2 separate regions of the Mus musculus genome follow, and region 1 is linked to region 2. A link is a contact called in public Micro-C data. All regions are on one chromosome and are shown on one strand. The core of a region is the stretch at or near the end of the contact, and the rest is flanking DNA. Distances in the headings are between cores, read along the strand shown. Region 1 overlaps Blnk (B cell linker). Region 2 holds the start of Ccnj (cyclin J).

Region 1 (6,695 bases), core at 2,028-4,527, 100 kb before region 2:
TACCTTTCATGTAACCTGCATTTCTTCCTTTCAGACCTGTCCATCAAAAGCCTGTACCCTTGCCAAGTAAGTACAAGATCATGACGGCCAATCATAGGTGGAAGGTAGGGCCAGGCCTGGGAGCAAATGAAGCTGTCACTTCCACTGTGCCACTGTTTTATTTGCTTCCTTGACTGTAAAATGGGGGGAAAAATATTTCATAGAGTTGTTTTGAAAGGTAGATATTTTCTATCTTTAGTATTGGTTGAATATTTACTTATCAGTCAGCATCATTAAAAAAAAAATACAGTACAGCTATTTTCAAAACTCAGATTAAAATAACCAGAACAGTGCTTGGCATCTAGAAGATTCTCAATCGGCGATAGGTATTTTATATAAATCTGAAATGTGTTTTAATGACCTTTACATATGTCTATAAAATAAGCCCTAAAATGAGAACATGTTAATTAACTGTATAATTTTCTCAAGATAAACATGACCTTACAAACACACTTCCTTCAACAAAGCCACACACACCCCAACGAGGCCATACACACTCCAACAAGGCAACAGCTCCTACTCCAAGACACTTGATGCTATGTGGGTAAAGTCGCTTATGCCTTGATTGCTCAGCCCTTTAAAAGTCAACTCCCAGGAAGGCAAAACATTTTGTTGTCTCATATATATATCCCAATGACTAGATCCACATCAGGCAGAGAGACGACAGAGAGAAACAGTGTTTTCTCTATTTCTTGTGTTTCTATTAGTCAGACTGTAAACTTGAGGGAGTTTTTGCTTTAATGCAAGGATTCTCAAACATTTTCCCTTTGAAACCACTTTCAATACTTTTAAAATTCCCTGGTGAGTCAAAAATACCTTTTGTTTAAACATTTCTTTTATTAATAATAAATACGTTACAAACTAAAGCTGTCAGTGAAAGGAAATGGAGGAGACATGTCAAAATCCTTTATATGTGTTCGTGAAAATTACCCTGCATAATAAAATAAAAATAATTAATTAATTTAATGACAAAAATATAACAAAGTTAGCAAATAGGTCATTTTCAAAGCTGTAAGTTAGAGCCATGGATATGTGGATTGACTACTTCCTTGTTTTATGCGTTGGATAAGTCTCACAATGGAGCACGAAGAGACTGCTTCTCATTATTAAAGCTTAAAAAATAAAACTATTAAATAACCCATTTGAAAATTACATTGGACTCATTAGACACTAACATAAATATTTTTATGAAAACTATTCCAAACTAAATATAACATGTGTGTGCTTGTGTGTGTGTCTATAGAGCGGCACTGGATTACATTTTACAAATTTTACTTACTCCTAAGACAGGGTCTCACTGTGTAGCCCAGGCTGGCCTTGAACTTGGGCTCCCCCTGCCTCAGTTTCCTAGTAACTAATATTACAGACTGCATTGCCAGGTCCACCTTGGCAGAATTTTTAAATTCTGGAGCCAACAGTCTATTGCTATGCTTGTTGCAATAGGTGAGGAAAACTTAGGCTTTTCAAAGATGAGATTTGCCAACAACAAAGACCTCTCAAACATCTGGAAGGATCTTGAGGATTTAAAGGGGTCCTGAAGCCCCGCTCTGAGCAGTCCTGAGGAGTTTTCAGCTCTGTGTGTGGCCCTGAGAGCTCCTGCAGTAGTGAGGCACTGTACCTGCACAGAAACGACTGAAGATTCATGGAGTTTTCAAATCTCTTCCAGGGTTCCCAGAAGCGGGGAGCCCAGCTGCAGATGGACCGTTCCACAGCTTCCCATTTAATTCGACGTTTGCAGACCAGGTAGGGCATGAGCTTGACATCGGTGGATTATTTCCAGTGGATTTCAGGAAAGGGCATGTCTTCTGAGAAGACAGCTTGGAGTATGGCTCAGGATGGAGTCTGGATTTTAACTGAGTTGGTCCGATGGATGCAGAATGTCCTGTGTTTTTTTGTTTTGTTGTGTTTGTTTGTTTGTTTGTTTGTTTGTTTCAGTGACTAAGAGAGACCTCGCCCCATTTATTCTTGTTTCTATTCCAGGCGCCCCAAATAACAGTGTTTCTTTAAAACAATGAGGGAATGTGTTGTTTTTGTTGTTAGTCCTCTCACATTTATTTAAACTTTATAATTTCCTCAGAATAGACCTGTGGAGGCTTAGGATGTTAAAGCCTCTATCAAACGGAACAGCATAAAGAGACAGAAAGGACACTGTGTGCCCTTGAAGGTGACACGTGAACAAGTTGCATTGAGGATTTGAATCCGATTTCCACCCCCCAAAAAATAGAATAGAAGAAAATGAAATAAAAAAAGGAGTGAGATGCTATCTGTGTACTTCTAATCCCAGCCGGGAGAGACAGAAACAGGAGATCCCCAGGGTGGGCTGGCAGCCAGCCTAGCTTAGTCCTTGAGCTCCATCCCAGTGAGTGATGCTCATTCAAACGCAAGGAGGACAGCGCCCGAGGAAGCAGCATCTAGTGATGATATGTGGCACACTTGCACATGTGCTTGTGTGCACGGGTGCACCCACTCCCATGCACATATAAACACACACACACTGACATGATGAAGCACTCTATGAAGCATCAAGAATAAATAAAAACACGGTTGGGAAGATGGCTCGGCAGTTAAGGGCACTGACTGCGCTTCTAGAGGACCCAGGTTCAATTCCCAGCACCTACATGGCAGCTTACAACTGTAACTCCAGGATCAAACAACCACACTGATACATACATGCAGGCAAAACACCAATACACATAAAATAAAAATAAATAAAAAATTTTAAAGAGAATATTAGCACAATAAAAAAAAGAGTAAATAATTCATTCAGGAGAAAAATGCTTCAGGAATCTAGTGAGGTCCATTTATGTTTTAAGACTAAATTTACAGCTTAAGGCCAAATGGGAATGAGCTAGCTAGCCACATAATCTCTGTGGTTGTTCAAAGGAAGCGCGAAACAAACTCATTTTGACATTACTGGTAAAGATGTTGATTATTGTTCCCGTCTTTGGTTTTGCAAAATGGGCCACTTAAGCACATAGGTTAAATTTTCATTTCCTTTGAGAACCATCTCCTGTTTCACAATGCTTCTGTCTCCCAGGAGGCTGAACTGCTCGGTAAGCCCTGGTATGCTGGCGCCTGTGACCGCAAGTCTGCTGAAGAGGCCTTGCACAGATCCAACAAGGTTGGGACACCTAAAAACTTAAGCCAACTAGTAGTTGCATGGGTTAGGGGCAGGGGCAAGTTCCGGGTACTTGGCCTTCAGAGCACCTGCTGCTTTGTTCTTTCATCTCCTTCCTGTTTGTCTTTCAATTCAAGGCTCCAGGGGGCCCACTACCCTCAAACAATAGAGAGAAGTAGGAGGCAGGGAGGTCTGGGGAGACCTGATGCAGCCGGAGCCCAGGCTCTGAGGAGCAAGGGAAGAGAGGACAGGCTATTTTGAACCAACTCACGGGACTTAGGATATAGATAAAGGCAGAAGATAGACCTAGAAACATTTTTTTGAGAGCTCAACACTGGGGACAGATGGGACAGTGGAAGATTAAAGTTTCCTTTTCACTTCCTCTGTTCTCCCATTTAAAAAACAAAACAAAAACAAGCAAACAAAAAACCCTCAAATCCCTGGGAAAATGTCACCAATCAGCTGCTGAGGGTTTTTTGCTCTGCCTAGACGGAAATCGTCGGTAGATCAGAAGGCCTTCTAAGGCTGCCTCCAACAAGTTAAAGTTTTCCTCGGTTTTTGCTTCTTTCTTGTCCAGCTCATTCTGGTTAGGGAAAAAGTAGATCTCCCTTGTATGGGGCCCAGTGCAGGAAAGGTGGCCCTAGAGAGAGACTGGGTTGGGGAGAGGGTGTGTTTTGGAGCAATAACAACCTGTTTGAATGGGCCAATCACATCCTTACTTTCTTATGACTCACAATCCTAGAGGCTTGTGTTTTGAACCAACCCCTGTCGACCTCCTTAGCTAGTCCCCCAGGGAAGGGCTATCGGGCTTGTGCTTAAATGGTCAGGGCTTCCCAGAGGTCGGTGAGGTTCCAGCTTTGCTGTCACTGTTACGGTGAGCCTTGGTTGACTCCGTCCGCCGCCTTTGGAGCCAGGACAGTCAGCCGCAAGGTTTTCAGAGTTGTTGTCCTCAGGCCTCTGTGACTCTTGGGTGGTCATCACAGTCTGGCCCACGACACTGCAGTCCATTTTTAAACGCTGTGGCTGTCTCCGTTGGCTTACTTTGGGTCACACATGAAATCTATTAGACCTTACTTAGTCTATGGAAACCTCGTAAATTTTATTCCTTTGTTTCTGAGGAATAAATAATAGGTCTTTTTTGTCTTTTCAAATTCCTTCCTAAGGCTGAACACCAGTTTTGCATTTCTTCTTCCTATCTTTTAGGTCATGTTTTGCTATAATTTTTTAAATGTATGATTCTAAGCTATTTTAATAAAATATTTAATACACGTTGAATTTTTTAAATAGTTTTTCTACCTTAAAATAAATCTATTGAGGGGAACGTTTTCTTAAGCTAAAAGCTTGAATTTCCAGCCTCTGCCTTCCTACTGTCTAGATTTTTACTTAAGGAACTTATAAACATGGGCTCTAACTCGAAAGACTCTCGTCAGTGATCTTACCGTGTCCTTTTATGTTTCTAAATCCCAGCAAGCACAATGCCTCAGTCGGCACATTACATGCTAGTACTGGCTTCACTCAAGTTTGTCTGAGTATCCGTTTTAATAAACAGTATTATTCATGGAAAATAATACAACAAATTCTAATCAAGAACAAAACCATGGAGCTAAATACTATCTGAAAGTGATAAAATACTCTTCACAAACTGAATCTAGCTTAAGGAACTATAACTAATACTATCATTCTGCCTAAACAGGATGGATCGTTTCTTATTCGGAAGAGCTCTGGCCATGATTCCAAGCAGCCGTACACCCTAGTTGCGTTCTTTAACAAGCGAGTGTATAATATTCCTGTACGGTTTATTGAAGCAACCAAACAGTATGCTTTGGGAAAGAAGAAAAATGGTGAAGAGGTTAGTAGCCGCTATTTCTCTGTTTCTTTATTTCCTTATTTTGAGACACGGGCATAATATGTAGCCTAGGTGGGCCTAACAACACTCCCTAGTCCAGGCTGGCCTTGAACTCGTAATCCTCCTGAGTATAGGATTTCGGGAAAGTATCACTGCGGCTGGCTGGTAACTTCTCTTCAGCTCAGCTCTATATCTATGTGTTGAACACAGCGGCACATTGCTCTTTTAGGTGCCAGAGATAAAGGAAAAAAGTGAGAAAGTACTTGGTCTTAGGGTTGTTATATATGTCATAAGTAGGAAATAAGGTGAAATATCATGATTTGATATACTATTTAATATAGTATATGATGCACATTGTGTAGTAGTATATCCTGTGGGAAGTCGGAAGAAAATGTGATGCCTATGCTAGTATTTTTGTTTAACTTTTAAATTACATATGTCTGTGTATATGGTGTGCATGTGTCGCAGGGGTTCTATGAAGGCCCAAGGCTAATATTTAGAAGTGTTTCTTGATTGTTCTTCACCTTATTTCTTAAAGAAGGGTCTTTTGATTGGATATGGCTACTCTAGCAAGCCTCTTGTTCCAGGTGTCCCCTGGGTCTGTCTTCTGAATTCTAGAATTACATACAGGCTATGTCCGCCCGGCATTCTTTCTTTTGTTTTTGTTTTTGTTTTTTCTAGACAGGGTTATTCTGTGTAGCCCTGGCTGTCCTGGAACTCACTCTGTAGACCAGGCTGGCCTCGAACTCAGAAATCCGCCTGCCTCTGCCTCCTGAGTGCTGGGATTAAAGGCATTCACCACCACTGCCTGGCGTAAAAAGGTATTTTCAAAAGGAGACAGACCTTTTTCCAAATCCAGCATTGTTTAAAAAAAAAATCATAATTACTGATGCATCTGTTTTTTTCCAGTTCTGAGGCACTGGCTATGTCGTATTCACTGTGCCTTTCCAGACCTGGAGTACAATGGCTTACTTTAGTCGATGCTGCATGAATGAATTCAACTGTTAGTTGAATAGTTATAGGCAAGATATTTTGCTTTCAAAAACAAAAATGTGGTTAAGACACACAGATCAAAATACTATCGTAGACCTCTTGGTTATGTTTAGGTTACAGAGGGGCATGCAGCATCATTATACAACCCCACCAACAATATATGAGCACTCAACAACATCCCCTACCCCCCAGTACTGGTTACTTATTATTTCTGAGTTGTTTATTATAGCAACCATCTTAATGGATGTGCCATAGTACCTCATTCAAATTCCTCTGATGATTAGTATTGCTCGGCATCTTTTTATATGTTGATCGGTCACTTATACATCATTTTAACAGAAATGTTTATCTCACTCCTTTGCACACATTCCAATCAAGTATTCCTGTTTTTGCTGTCCAGTTTGCCTCTGCCTTTCTGGTATTAAGGTCATGTGCCGCCACGGCCGGCTCTGAGTTTGGGAACATAGGGGCACACTCCCCTCGTTACTTGCTTTACCTTTTAGCTGTTGATTTTGTTCTCTGACAGACAAACAGATTGAATTTTATGTACCCTCATTTATGTAACTTGGCTTTGGTGCCTGTGTTCTTTTGTCACATCCAGAAAGTCATCACCAAATCCAGTGGCATAACATTTTCCCTCTGTGTTTCCTGCAAGGGTTTTTATAGCTTGAGGCTTTAAATAAAGTCTCAGGTGATTAG
Region 2 (6,283 bases), core at 1,663-4,162:
ACTATGATTGTTCCCATTTGTCTCTGAAGCTCCTCAATACTTTCCCGAGAGTTACAGGACTGGAACATGGGGCAGACTGATAAGAAGATAGGCGCTTAAAGTCTTTTTGAGTGGGAAACCATATTTACAAAAGTAGCCCAGTTGGCATTCATTATTCTTCACTTCTTCCCAGTCAACACAATGTTGGTCACATCAATTATCTCTTTAAAATCTGGTGGGTTTAAACTTAGACCATCGTTCACAGCCGATGAAGGGTAACTGCCCTGGGGAGATGCCTTCAACTTATAAAACAGATTGTTGGCGGCAAGGACCACGCTGGTCACACTAGTTACTGCTCTAACACCTCCAATATGCTAAGTACTAAGCAGGCTGCACAAGCAAAGGATCAAACCACCGATTAATAGCTGACTTTAGCATCTTTAATGAGAAAAGTTTATTTAACTTCCTTGACTCCAGTGCACTACAAATAGTGATCTCTCCAGCTGTAAAGTTCAAGTCCTACACATTAATGTAAATCCTCTATGTTACTATTGCCAGACATCAGGACCGTCGTCTACAGAGAGCTTAAAGACAACATAAAGGCAACCCCAAGTAGTTTGCAACAGGTGGCCTGAGACAGGCTTCAGAAGTAATCCCCAACATCCACCTGACTACAGGGCTGCCTTATTCCCTAACTCCTTCAGAGACTACATAAGCATGCCAACAAACTCTAACTTAAGAAAGAAAGAAAATTCTACGTCTAAGATCACCTGTAAAACTAATTCAGTCAATTCTTTATGATTAAAACTACCTACATATGAAGTATTAGAACTAAAAGTCACAGGGATCATCATGAAAAAAAAATCTTTAAACTGTCAGCCCCACCCCCACACTCAAAGTACCATTACCATTTAAACCAAGTAACTAGTTTTGCTACACACTAGAAAGATAAAAAGACTGACACTTAGAAAAATCCAAATATACCTCCCCAAAATTCAAAGTGAATTGGGACTTTTCCCTCTAACATTCCAAAGAACCTTTCCGTAGTTGGAACATTTATGTAGAGCAATCTCATAGGGGTCTGGGATGTACTCAGAGTAAGAGACTGAATGCCAGGACTATTAAAGAACTTTTGGAAATTTCAAGCTGGGGGTGCAATTTTAACAACTTAAGCCAAGATTCCATGTCCTAATCTGCTTAATTTGGTCATATACACCAGATATAAACCTATTATCATTGAAAAATCCCTAAGGCTCAAGCTACAGGATCTTATTAAAGAGTCAGCTGTTTCGATCCTTTCCCAGTTTTCATCCAAGGTGAAACTGAGTTAAGTTGATCATTCTGGGTCTTCCCTCTGGCTGTCAGAGAAGCAGGGCTATCGCATATATCTGACTTATAACATCCATCCTATAATCATTAGTTAGAATACCCAGGCTTTGGTCCAAAAGGAGTAGGTTCCCCCCCCCCCATGACTATTAAGAACATTGTGTCTATTTTCTACACTTGACATTACCAAGGAATAGCTCCCTCCACCTTAAGGCTTTTTGTATAGCCTGGATTTGAAGGACCAAGGAACAGTAAGTTATCACATAGCTCTTACACTGTTCTAAGTTCCTGCACAGTACATACTTAACAGATTTCACAATCACCCCATAAGGACGTTCTGTCGTTGTTATTTCTCCTTTTACAGACGAGGAAACTGAGAAAGAGAAAATTAAGTTGTCCGAAGTCTCAGAGCAGGTTTGGGGAAAGGTTGGAGAACTGAGTTATGTACAGGGCTTACACCAGCTTCATGCAACAGCATGTACGAAACAAGGAGGGCTGTTCACTCACACACAGACACAGACAGACAGACAGACAGACACACACACACACACACACACCCATGGTCGACCTGGCAACATCGGAACACCATCCACCTTCCTTCTCCCAACTACCACGCCCCAGTCTTCTCCACATTTACAGGTTCTTCGGATGCAGCCCAGGGAAGGAAGAAGTTAATTAACTTTGACAAATGAGCAAACTCGCCTTCTCTGGCCTGGAAGGTAGAGAGTAAAGAACCTGACTGGCCTTTCCAGGAAGCACAAGAGCCGGGATGGGGAAAGTCGGGTCTCGGGAGTTACCTTGTACCGAAGCGCCTGGTGAATATCCGCAGCCAGCTGTCCTCGCCACCACTGCCCCTCCAGCTCCATGGAAGCCGGAGGTGCGCCCGGCCAGACGCCGCAACTTCAGTCTGGAAGACACGCCCCAGACGCGGTCACGGCCAGCAACTCCCCCCCCCCCCAGTCCCCCCGCGATCCTCCGCGCCCCCTCCTCCAGGGATGCGATCTCAGGTCACCCCGTGCGGCTGCTCCTCTTCACCTGACCCGACCCCGAGCCATCTTCCAACGCCAGCAAGGCCTGATCTACCCAGTCGTCTGCAATCGCCCGCTGCAAGAACTGCAGAAAGGTGCGAGCTCTGAAAGCTCCGGGCGGGACGGCCCACCTCGGGCTCTCCGAGTTCTGGGTTCGACCTCAGCCGCCTGCACTTAGGCGCGGGAGCCCTGACATTGTCAGAACGTCGCCGGAATGGAGAGTGACCAGCGCGCGACACCAGGTCCGCGCCGACAGCCCCGCACGCTCCACCACCCTGGGGGTCTGCGGTGCGCCCGCCGCAGCGCGGACCCGGAGCGGCAAACAAAAGGCCGGGCGGGCGGCCGTGCTCCGCGCCTCGCTTCCCCTCGCCTCGCTGCGCTCCCGCAGGCCTGCCCGGCCCACGCGGTTTCTTACCCGGAACCGCGGCCCTCAGAGCCCCAGCCCGGCCGGCGTGCACGGGGCGCCGGCAGCGTTCATGCCGCGGACCGTCGGCCGCGAAGCCCCCGCCTCAGCTAGGGCCCAGCACCCGGGCGCTCGCGCCGCCCATTGTTAAAGGACCGGCAGGCGGCTCGCCGTACAAAGCCAGCGCCGGGGCACGGGCCGCCCCGCGCTGCCAATCGGCTCTCGCGATACAGCGGGGTCGCGCCTCGCCGTCCAATCGGCGGCCGGGCCGAGCCAGGTGCTACTCCGTCTCCCGGGCCCCTGCCCGGTGCCGGGCGGTCTCGCTCTGCAGCCTCCGCGGTCTGTCGGCGCCCGAGGGCCGCTCACCTGCAGAGAATCTTTGATGGGTCCCGGGTGCTGGCAAAGAAAGATGCGATGTCTCAGCCCCGGGATTAAAACTTGGCAGCGCGGATCTGGCCCGCTGTCTCACTTCCGAGGGGCTGCTCTCCGGGATCCTCCCCCTACCCTAAGCCTTCCGAATGGGCTTTAGCTCTTACCAGTCCCTAAGGCGCTTTGGTTGTCGAGTTCTGCTCCAGTCTCCCCTCTAAACCCAGTACTCCTTTTAGCTCTTCTAACTCAGCTCTTCTTGTTGCTTTCACTTCGGCGATTCGCGCGAGTTGCGACTGGAATTGACATCTTTAGCAACCTGGCTTGTCAGATCCATAATGGATGTAATTGACCATCTGTGGTGGTCAAGGAAGAGACCCTAAACGGTGGGAACACTCCAGCGTCAATTGAGGCGATTGGCTGGGGCTGGAAATGTAACAGAAACCCCATCAGTTGTATTTGAGAGTGTCTGGAGGACCACCCCAAAAGAAGTAGATGGGTTCCCTCAATTTTCCAGAGACTGTAAAGCGACTTCCTTCAATATTTAAACATAAATCATGAGACCTCACCCCTTACTTTGAATATTTTGTTTAGAAAGAGGAAGAGTGACAAAGGGCTAGTACAGAAAAGGATGAGTGCACACTTCGGGAGCATGGCTTATCACCCTGGTATTTGCATCCATCCCGGAAGGGCTGCTGCAGACCCCTGTGTGACAGTGTTATACAATGCCTGGGGAGAGCAGGGGTTCAGGAAATGATGGGAAGAAACTGGAAGCATGCACGTGAAAATTGGCAGAACCCAGCCTAGCCCGGTGCATTTCGGGAAGAGACTACTAGTAGAGGGAAAGGACGTTATCTGGCTAAAATTTCCATGTCATTTATGGTATTTAAGTAGTACTCAGTTTCCAATTCACGACTACTAAGCAGCTTTTGGCTTCCAAATGATTTAGGGTCCAGGCCTTTCTTAAGAACCTTTTCAGAAAAGTGGGTCACAGACTATAATTGCCTATGCGATCCTGTAATAAGCAGGTTGTCCTACAGTCTACTTTGAACACGTTGTTTGCCGGGAGAGACCGGTTCAGAAATCATGTATTATTCTAGACTTAGATGGCTCTTTATAAGATGCCAGTATTCATCCTTGTTCATGCCTGTGTATGTCTCTGGTGGTCTCTCTAGAGTCTACATTCCTAAAAGGAATTTCGGTCTTACTATTTTTTTCATCCCTTTAGAGTGAGCTGGGCAGAAGGCACTTCAACTCTGTGTTCCCACAGTTTACATTCTACTGGGAAGAGAAAAGTCATAATAAATGAAAGATAAATCCATACCACACGGTAACAAGTGCTGTAAGGCAAACAAAGTGAAAGGCTAGATAGGTGGATAGGCCGACGTTTTATGATAGGGAAGCCATGCAAAGGCCTGAGGGGAAGCGACTGGCTATCTAGATGGTGGATGGGCATGCCAGCAGAGGGGACAGTAAACACGACAGGGTTCCATTTTGGAAGGAAAGTAGAGGGCAGTTTTCCACTTCAGTAAAGATAATCCAAACTTCAAAAGACACTAGCAAAGGTTTCAGAGCGAACCGGGCAAGGCACCCGCACAACAGAGAATGGAACCTCGAGTTGGGTTGCAAGAGATGAGGGTGGGAGCTGATTCTCTGGAAGGCTTTTGGGACTGCGGGCACTTCCGGCAGTCGGAAGCCACCACGCTCTGGCAGCCAAGACACTAACATCGGAGCACGCAGGGGAGAGAATTCTTCATGAAGCTCTCTGTACTCAATGCACGTGTTCATCAGACGCTGTGCGCTGAGAACTGGGGGAGGGGGATGAGCAGTACAGGGCTTGCCCAACGTACCCGAGTCCCTGGCTTCAAGCTACTGTACCACAAAAACCAAAACACTGTAAACCAAATACACAGAATGTATTTAAAAGTTAAAAAAGAAAAGAAAGCCATTGCTTTTTGTCAAAAAGAAAACACTTTAAAATAAATGCAAGCAAAAGGCAAAAAAAAAAAAAAAAAAAAAAAAAAAAAACCCAAACCAAACCAAAACAAAAAAACCATAAAACCAATATAAAACTATGCATACTAACTGGCAGACTCCTTTCTCCACTTCTTCCAGAGGTGGCCTTTTCCCAGAGGCACCACTACTGCTGTGTCTTTTGTTGTATCTTCTCAGAAGTATGCAGGTCTTTATAGCAGCACACACATACAGCCCACTTGCCTCGTTTTATGTAAAATGGTAGCTTATTCCGAGGTCTACTGTACACCTCGTTTTTGCCATACATCCTAGTCTAGGGATCGTTCTGCAATGGGACATCCGGGGCTCTTCTCAGGCTCTATCAAATTCCTTTGGATACGGAACACTCACTAGGAGCCAGAAGCCCCGGACCCTGTTCTTGATTTGTTTCCTTGGTACAACTTTACACTGTGGCACTGTTTACGTCACCGCAAACACATTCACACCCAGTGTCTTTGCCTACAACACCATCGTCTCCCACTTAGTTTGGATAAGCCCATTAACTGCTCTTATTGCCACGACACCTGCCATCCTTCTTTAAAATATTTGACACTTGGCACTTGGAGCAGTTGAGAAAGGGTAGATTGCACCTGTAATGAACTTGATCAGGAAGAGCCTAGATCCTATTTCTAAGCCACTACAGAACAGAACGTAAGGATAGTCTTTATGCTATTCTCGGAAGCTGGGATCAAAATCCACAGATATTTATAATTTGAAATTTACCAGAGAGTTAATCAATATTGAAATTGAGCATACATTTTTTTTTTACTTCTGATTAAAATTGACATAGATTATGATTATGAATCTACGTGTCTGGGCCATAGGGTAACCAGTGATCAGACACCATAGATATAGCCTGGCTATCCTGTGGGAATGCTGGCTTGGAGAGTATTTGACTTGGTGAGCTGAGGAGAGCAGACTGCCCTTCTGAATGTGGGCAGCCCTCATCCAGGCAGCTGGAGGTCTGAGCAGAGTTAAAAGGCTGCCCTCCCTCGGTCGAGTAAGAGGGATTGGGGGTTTTCTCTTGTTTAATCTCTTTAAGCAGGGACATAGCTCTTTTCTGGCTTTTAAACTCAAAATTGAAACAGGCTTTTCTTACATCTTGAGCCTGCTGGCTGTCAGGCTAGAATATGACCTCAGGGTTCCCTCTGAGAAATTTTCACCTGGA

Evidence for each region. A called contact is a pair of places that touch in the nucleus more often than the background predicts.
Region 1: a Micro-C map of embryonic stem cells shows a contact between it and region 2, with 2.4 times the contacts expected there. The contact joins the enhancer-like site here to the promoter of Ccnj in region 2. A contact is called at or near these places in 4 of 39 promoter capture datasets (the C10 cell line, the HPC-7 cell line and pre-B cells), 2 of 484 Hi-C or Micro-C datasets (embryonic stem cells and pre-B cells) and 2 of 115 datasets of contacts at active chromatin or transcription factors (embryonic stem cells and large pre-B cells).

What each region holds. Positions count from the first base shown.
Region 1 is chr19:40,932,738-40,939,432 of GRCm38.p6, reverse strand. It overlaps Blnk (B cell linker), which reads left to right. Exons shown (of 17, transcript NM_008528.5): 13 at 35-66; 14 at 1,706-1,782; 15 at 3,077-3,160; 16 at 4,851-5,006. Among named protein-coding and RNA genes, the nearest start is that of Zfp518a, 41 kb to the right of the region's middle. Within about 2 kb of position 3,277, at least 36 of the 459 cell types and tissues checked have an H3K27ac peak or open chromatin away from gene starts, as enhancers often do. A contact at or near this core is called in the HPC-7 cell line and embryonic stem cells, where this site is marked.
Region 2 is chr19:40,827,908-40,834,190 of GRCm38.p6, reverse strand. It overlaps Ccnj (cyclin J), which reads right to left and starts at 2,912. Exons shown (of 6, transcript NM_172839.4): 1 at 2,749-2,912; 2 at 2,103-2,212. The coding sequence starts at 2,171. It overlaps Cc2d2b (coiled-coil and C2 domain containing 2B), which reads right to left. Exons shown (of 35, transcript NM_001376940.1): 35 at 4,413-6,283.